2 separate regions of the Rattus norvegicus genome follow, and region 1 is linked to region 2. The links are chromatin contacts, called in public Hi-C maps. All regions are on one chromosome and are shown on one strand. The core of a region is the stretch at or near the end of the contact, and the rest is flanking DNA. Distances in the headings are between cores, read along the strand shown.

What was found. Hi-C and Micro-C count contacts between places; a contact is called where the count stands out from the background.
Region 1: a contact with region 2 is called in a Hi-C map of Schwann cells, with 1.7 times the contacts expected there. The contact joins the enhancer-like site here to the promoter of Bub3 in region 2. A contact is called at or near these places in 2 of 12 Hi-C or Micro-C datasets (Schwann cells and mammary epithelial cells).

The regions. Positions count from the first base shown.
Region 1 is chr1:195,854,199-195,857,563 of GRCr8, forward strand. No RefSeq gene overlaps it. Among named protein-coding and RNA genes, the nearest start is that of Bub3, 95 kb to the left of the region's middle. Within about 2 kb of position 1,708, at least 4 of the 93 cell types and tissues checked have an H3K27ac peak or open chromatin away from gene starts, as enhancers often do. A contact at or near this core is called in Schwann cells, where this site is marked.
Region 2 is chr1:195,759,223-195,762,656 of GRCr8, forward strand. Bub3 (BUB3 mitotic checkpoint protein) reads left to right here and starts at 1,310. Exons shown (of 8, transcript NM_001047906.2): 1 at 1,310-1,377; 2 at 1,639-1,833; 3 at 2,461-2,530. The coding sequence starts at 1,639.

The DNA of each region.
Region 1 (3,365 bases), core at 458-2,957, 95 kb after region 2:
TGCATGAAATTGGATACTTGGTGTAATTGGTAATTAATCACTTTTCATTACCAGGATGGGATGTTGTAGTTATTCTGAATAGATACATCACGCTAATTGCAGGCAAACAGAAACGTACACATTCGAATTTAAGGCTTTTAGGGAAATAAGCAACCCTTGCCAATATTCTATGGCGGAGAGGGGATTAGCCACACAATTAAATGATGAAGAAGAGGCCATGTATATTTTGACAAGAACTCATCAGGGCAAGAGTTTTCTTTACCTAAGGGACTCCATCATATTTCCATTCATGCCTGTGAGTAATTTAAATTCTTGTCCTTTATACACTTTCAAAATTGGCTCCAAATAAATATTTACATGTGTGGACGTCTCCGTTGATGAGTACCGGCGATCTCAGGGAGCCCTCAGCAGCCTCTGTGTGGGTAATTGGCTTGGCCACCTCTTCTGACAGGACTTAGCTCACTGGCCCAGGCTGCTCCTGGGAAGTCTGCTGGCCTTGCCTTCCACTCCTCCACAAATGCGACCACGTGACCTCAGATTTGGCACCCCCACCATCATTATCCCTTTGATCTGCCCACTCTCTTGTCCAACACATGTTTGGTTGTCATCCAGCCCTGTCACATTTCCTGTCACTGGCCTGCAGATTTGGCAGCCACCTTTTCCTTCTCACTGCTTGGTGCTCAGTATCAGGGCTCCAGGAGTTGCACCCCACAGAAAATGCAACTTATGGAGGATGGACTTCCCTGGAAAAAGTACGCCCACAGGTTTCTCCTGTCTGCGTGTGCCTTACAGGGGAACAAAGAGGAAAGGTTCCCAGGCTGGCTGTGAGCATGCTTCCCTCACTAAAGATCTGTCTATCTGTCCCTGAGGTGGCATGCCAGGGAGGAGTGGGAGGGACTGCCTCCAGCTACCTAGTCCTTTACATGTGCATTTGGAAGCCGAGGTCCACATGGAAGCCAAAAAGGAGTTTGCTGAGGGTGCTGGAGCTCTATTTATATGCTGTCCTTTAGACAGCAGAAGAGGAAGGAGGTGCTTAGTGCTCCCATGGCTAGCAGCACCCTCTATTTACCTACTCGCTCCTGGTTCTACCAATAATGCTATTTTGAAATTGGGTCATGGTATAGACCTTGTTCTCACATAATTGAGCCGCCTGCAGGAGAGATGGTAACGAGAATCTACAATACCTGTCAGCTTTTCAGCTCTCATGAGGACCTCAGGAGTTTCTGACCTACTCTTTTATCCAGCATGGGGCTTGCCAAGGACCTTTGAACTCCAGCGGTTCCAGCTCTCCACTCCCACACATCTGGCCTGGAGGGTGGCCATGGCTTAAAAATCAAAGATTAGCTTTCTTGTGTCTTATATCAGCAGTAGCCGTGATACTGCTCATGGGGCTAGATAGAGTGAGTGCGTGCCCAATCAGAGAGTTGAGGGCGGGGTCATCCTGCGGTCTGGATGCCTTGCCGTTTCTGCTGACTTTTCGAGGACAGGCTGATCCAGGGCACCGGACAGCCAAATATGCAGATAGAATTTAAGAAACTAAATGTGGCACACAAAGCCGTTCTGCGACTCCTGGCTCCACCTCCTCCCCACCATGACTCACCTTGGCTTCTTTAGCCAAATTTCATTTTGTTCCCTGTTCTGCCGTTACCAGGGACTGTGAATTGGTTCCTTGTCTGAGAGCGCCATTCGAGCAGAGGTCTCTTTCCTCCCTTTGTGTCAGTGCTGAGTAATGATGGGACAACATGTGATCGGGCGATTGATGTCAAATGTTAGCAGCAACATTCATTTTCCCCTGAAATGGACAGAGAAGAGGATGAGTCACTTAGAAACCCTGTCTAACAGCTTCGCCTCACGACTGATATTCCCAAATTGAATTGGTCTGAAATTTAAAGTGGTGCTTTTTTTTTCCTTTTTCTTTTAAAGTTCTTCTCCTTCAATTGTTCCTCGGGTCAGGCGAAGCTGCAAAGGGCCGAGAGAGTAAGTTAGTGATGGGTGCTGTCAGTGTCATTTGTCAGCTCCCTGGTTCCCCTGCAGAATCCATTGCTCTGATGACAAGAGGTTCCTGAGACCTCATCTCACAGAAAAAGATGCAAGGAACTTTGGAGAGGCATAGCCTGGGCTTGGTGTATGACTATGTCACTTGCTCCATGAGCTGTAAGTGTGACACAGCATCAACGACATGCACACTGTAGGCAGCCTTGCTCATAGAGCACTGGCCTAGGGCTTGACACCAGATTATGCTTGTTGTCTGTGTGGTTTTGTTTCAATTAATCAATTTAGTGTGTGTGCATATGTCTGCATTTGTGTGGAGTTGAGAGGTCAATGTTGGGTGTCCTCCCCCATTGCTTCCCATCTTTGTTTTTGAGACAGGATCGCTCACCACACTGGAAGCTCGCTGATCCGTCAAACCTGGCTGGCGAGGGAGTTCCAGGGGATCCTCTTGTTTCTACTTTTCATGCACTGGGGCCACAGGTGCCCACTCTCCCACTCAGCTTTTTTCTATGGGTCTTGGCGACAAAACTCAGGTTTCTATGCTTGTGTTGAAAGCCTTTTACTGACAGAGCTCTCTCCTCGGGCATCCTTTTAGTGTAACTTCCTATGATGATCTTATTAAATCCAAGGATGTCTGAGTGAGGGTCATCTTTGGGAAGGCAGACATTCAGAGAGGCAAGTAAAGATCTGAAGTTACACACTGTGGTGCTTTGAATGAGAATGGCTTCCATAGGCTCAGATATGTGAATGTTTAGTCCCCGGTTGGTGGAAGTGTTTGGGAAGGATGAGGAGGTGTGGTCTTGTTGGAGTCACTGGATATGGACTTTCCCTCTCCCTCTCCCTCTCCCTCTCCCTCTCCCTCTCCCCATCTCTCTCTGACTTTTATTTGAAGATTTGATGTAAGCTCTCAGCTATTGCTCCACAACCATGTCTGCCTGTCTGCTCATACTTCCCATACCATGATTGTTATGGACTCGCCCTCTGAAATTGTAAGCAAGTCCTCAATTAAATGTATTTTTTTTTATAAGTTGCCTTGGTCATGGTGCCTCTTCATAGCAATAGAATAGTTATTAAGACATTAGTTTTTCTAGTTGCCATGATAAACGCATATTTGGACTTTTGTTACTTGGTGCATTAGAAATGCAAACTCATTTGCAAATGAATGTTAATAAATGGGTGAGAATCAGTGGTGTGATTGATTCTTTCTCAGTTAAGTATCAGGATGTGTTCAGTTTATTTTATGGTGGGGAAGGCATGGTAAAGTTCACGGTGGTCGGAGTGTGAAGATAGGATGTCTCATATATCCTTGGACTAGGGGGCAAAAGGCTTTGACTTACACAGAGTATCCTTGTCAAAGCCCCCCAGTGGTCTAC
Region 2 (3,434 bases), core at 60-2,559:
AGAAGTATTCAGAGAGGGAAGACGACCAGAAATTTTCAGTCATAATAACCATCATCAGGACAAAAGGCTGGTGTGTGTGTGTGTGTGTGTGTGTGTGTGTGTGTGTGTGTGTGTAATCTTAAGTGCATTTAGTTCAGAGTCTGTGCACACAGGATAATTTTTTAAATGTACTTGAAAGTTAAATAGTTTAAAACTAGAGACAACTTCCTACTTCATGCAATAATTTCAGAATAAAAGGGATTGTCTCAAAAAAGAGGGGGCGGAGAAAGAAGAACTAGCATGGATTAATTGAACCTTTCAGTAACATTTTGCTTGTCAGTATGCCAGTCACCATGTTGTTTGTTAAGTACTGCTTTTCTTTCACAGAATCAAAACAATTCTGGTTATTGAAACAACCCTTTTGATTCTCATATTTCTAGAGGATTCTAGAAACGGAAAGTGCAGCAAACTGAGCCTCCCATGATATGGCAGGGTAAGGTGGAAGAGGAGAGGGCAGCCACAATGCTAGGTCCTATGATGAATATCCCTAAAAGATTCTGGTTGAGCTTGAAAAGATTGAAACTATTTGTGTCTCGCTATGATCCCCCTTCTGGATGAGGTGCTCTTCTAAAACAAGTAGTTTGATTGTGTATTCCCAGAACTTCTTACCAGGCCTGGAATTCAAGTGCTTGAAAACCGTGGAGAGATAAAACTATACAAATGACGGCTATCCCCTATGAGATCACTAGAACTCAAGGGGAATGAGATTCTAGTTCATAGATTGAAAACCCAGCAAAGTGAAAGCAAATAGTGCCTTTGACTAGAAAGTATCCTTCAGTGTGACAAGTTTGGGTTAATTCCAGGGGTATGTGTTCGTCCAGAAAGAAAATATTAATTTAGCTCTATAGTAGTATCAACCAAAATGAAATTCTGCGTCTGAGGGATAGAGGAGAAGAATGTCACAACTAGAGCTAGATAAAACATCTTTTCTGTCTCGTAGTCTGTGGATAGTCGGGCAGGCAGCTTCAGGGAGACTACAACTCCCAGCATGCAGAGTACCGGCGTTAGTGCCTTCATGACCTGAGCATATTGGGAGTTGTAGTTTTCCTTCCGCAACTCCAGAGCCGTAACCTTGGCGGGGTGGTACTAAGAGACCCGGTGAACGGAAAAAAAAAACGCGGCTTCCCTTTGAGCCGGAACAGGATGACTGCGGAAAATGAGGCAGGCAGTAGATCAGACCAATCAGCTACCGAGATCGAGCCGTTGGCTTTCGAAATGAGCCAATGATAGGCCTGCTCCAGAGCTTCCTCTCCGCCTCCTCCGCTTTGCCTGCGAGTGCTCTGAAGCGAAGTGGGGCGGTAGTGGCCGGTGCAGAAACGTTGCCTAGGCGAACACGAGGTAGAGGTCCGGGCGAAGGTGGGCGGAGCGGGATTCGTGGCCTGCGGCCGGCGCGTCGATGCACAGAGGGGTTCGGTCGAGGTCCATTGTGTTCTATTTGGGGATCTGCGGGCAAGGAAGGAGGCCAGGCCCGGTGGAGCTCGGCGGTAGCGGGATGGCGGCCGGCCTGGATCAAGGCGGGCCCGCGCGCTGCGCAGGCGCAGGTCCTGGCCCGCCTCTGTTGCTCCGGTAAGGGACTCAATCTTAGCGTTTGTTCTACAGATGACCGGTTCGAATGAATTCAAGCTGAACCAGCCACCCGAGGATGGCATCTCCTCGGTTAAGTTCAGCCCCAACACCTCCCAGTTCCTCCTGGTCTCCTCCTGGGATACGTCCGTGCGCCTCTACGATGTGCCCGCCAATTCCATGAGGCTCAAGTACCAGCACACTGGTGCTGTCCTGGACTGCGCCTTCTACGTAGGTGGACTCAGTTTCTGCTCCTGTCCCCTTACTAAGTTGTCCTAGGCGTTGCCAGTAGCATCCTTATACACGGTTTGGAGTATTCGGACAGTTCATAACTACTCGGGGATGCGTGCACTTTAGCCTGGCATTGAGCCTATTACAATGGTGTGTTTTCATTTCTAATCTCATGGCAATTTCAATCTCTCTTTTCAAGTTCAGACTTGAGTACAGCTTTCTGCACATAGGTAATTGTTTGAATTTAACAGCAAGGTGGGGTTAGCTATCCTTTTAAAAGTAATGAATGTCGCCTGGTTTAGCCATAACATTCTGGTGTCCATCTCGATAAAGCTACCCAGTAGTTGCTTAGTTTAAGATCACTTAACTTGCATTTTTGTTTACTTAATGTCTGTCACACTGGACATAACAGTTGGCTGTAGAAATAGCAATTTTGAAATGCTTGCTAAAGCTATGTAACTTTGGAGTGACTCAAAATTTAAGGCGTGGGTGGATGTAGTGACCACGCCTTTAATCCCAGAAGCAGAGGCAGGCAGATCTCTTGAATTTTGAGGCCAGCCAAGACTACATAGTGTGTCCCCCCACCCCCCAAAAAAATGAAAATCAAAACCAAATTTTGCTTTGTAGGATCCAACACATGCCTGGAGTGGAGGACTAGATCATCAACTGAAAATGCATGATTTGAATACTGATCAAGGTAATACTATGGCGACATTTTACCAGTTTTTCTTTACTAGTACATTCGTGTAGACATGATTATTTAGGAAGAGTGGTTGTTTTGAGTCCTTAGGTGAAGGTGAAACATGGCTTTGAGAATAGACTTTTAAAATTGGAAGAAGTTACCACAAATGGAACATGTGATTTGCAGTAAAGCCCATTTCGAGCACTGTCTTACGTGTTTACTGGAAGCCACTTAAGCCTTTGACCATCACCTTTGGAAGTCTTAAGCAGTGGGCTGGATCCATGGTCTGACTTGTCAGGATTTCTTGGGACAGTTTGATACTTTAGGGTAGTCTTTCCACAGACTTAAAAAAAAGAAGTACCTTTTAAAAACGGAGCTTGGTAGCTGGTCAGATTTATTTTAGTGATGCCTTTGTATTCTTAGCAGGAGAATGTATTTCAGTGGGATGTGTAAAAAACATTTCTTAAGAGTTATGGTTTTACTGTGGCAGAAATCGGAATGGAACCCAAGCTGTGCAGAGGGCTCTGAGCTTTGTTTGCCTGCTCTATTTGGATGTAGGTATACTTGAAGGAGATGGGGGGGGGGGGGGATGTAGAGATGGGGCTACCTAGAGGCTGAGTTGAGCAATGAGGAAGCCTGTCTGAGCCAGGTGTGATGCTCTCCTGGAATCCTAGCACTTGGAAAGGGGAGGCAGGAGGATAAGAAACTGAAGGCCAGCCTCAGCTACATAGACAGTTTGAGGCCAGCCTAGACATAAGACTGTGTTTCCAGAAGAAAAAGAACCGTGTTTAATTGGAAGAGGCCTCTATACAAAAGTAACGTTTTGTGTCTGATATGTGCATTCGGGGCAAGCACTCTGCCTGGACTCATTCCTAGTTCTGTTATCATCCTTTTTTCTCTATGTCACATGGGCTTTGGC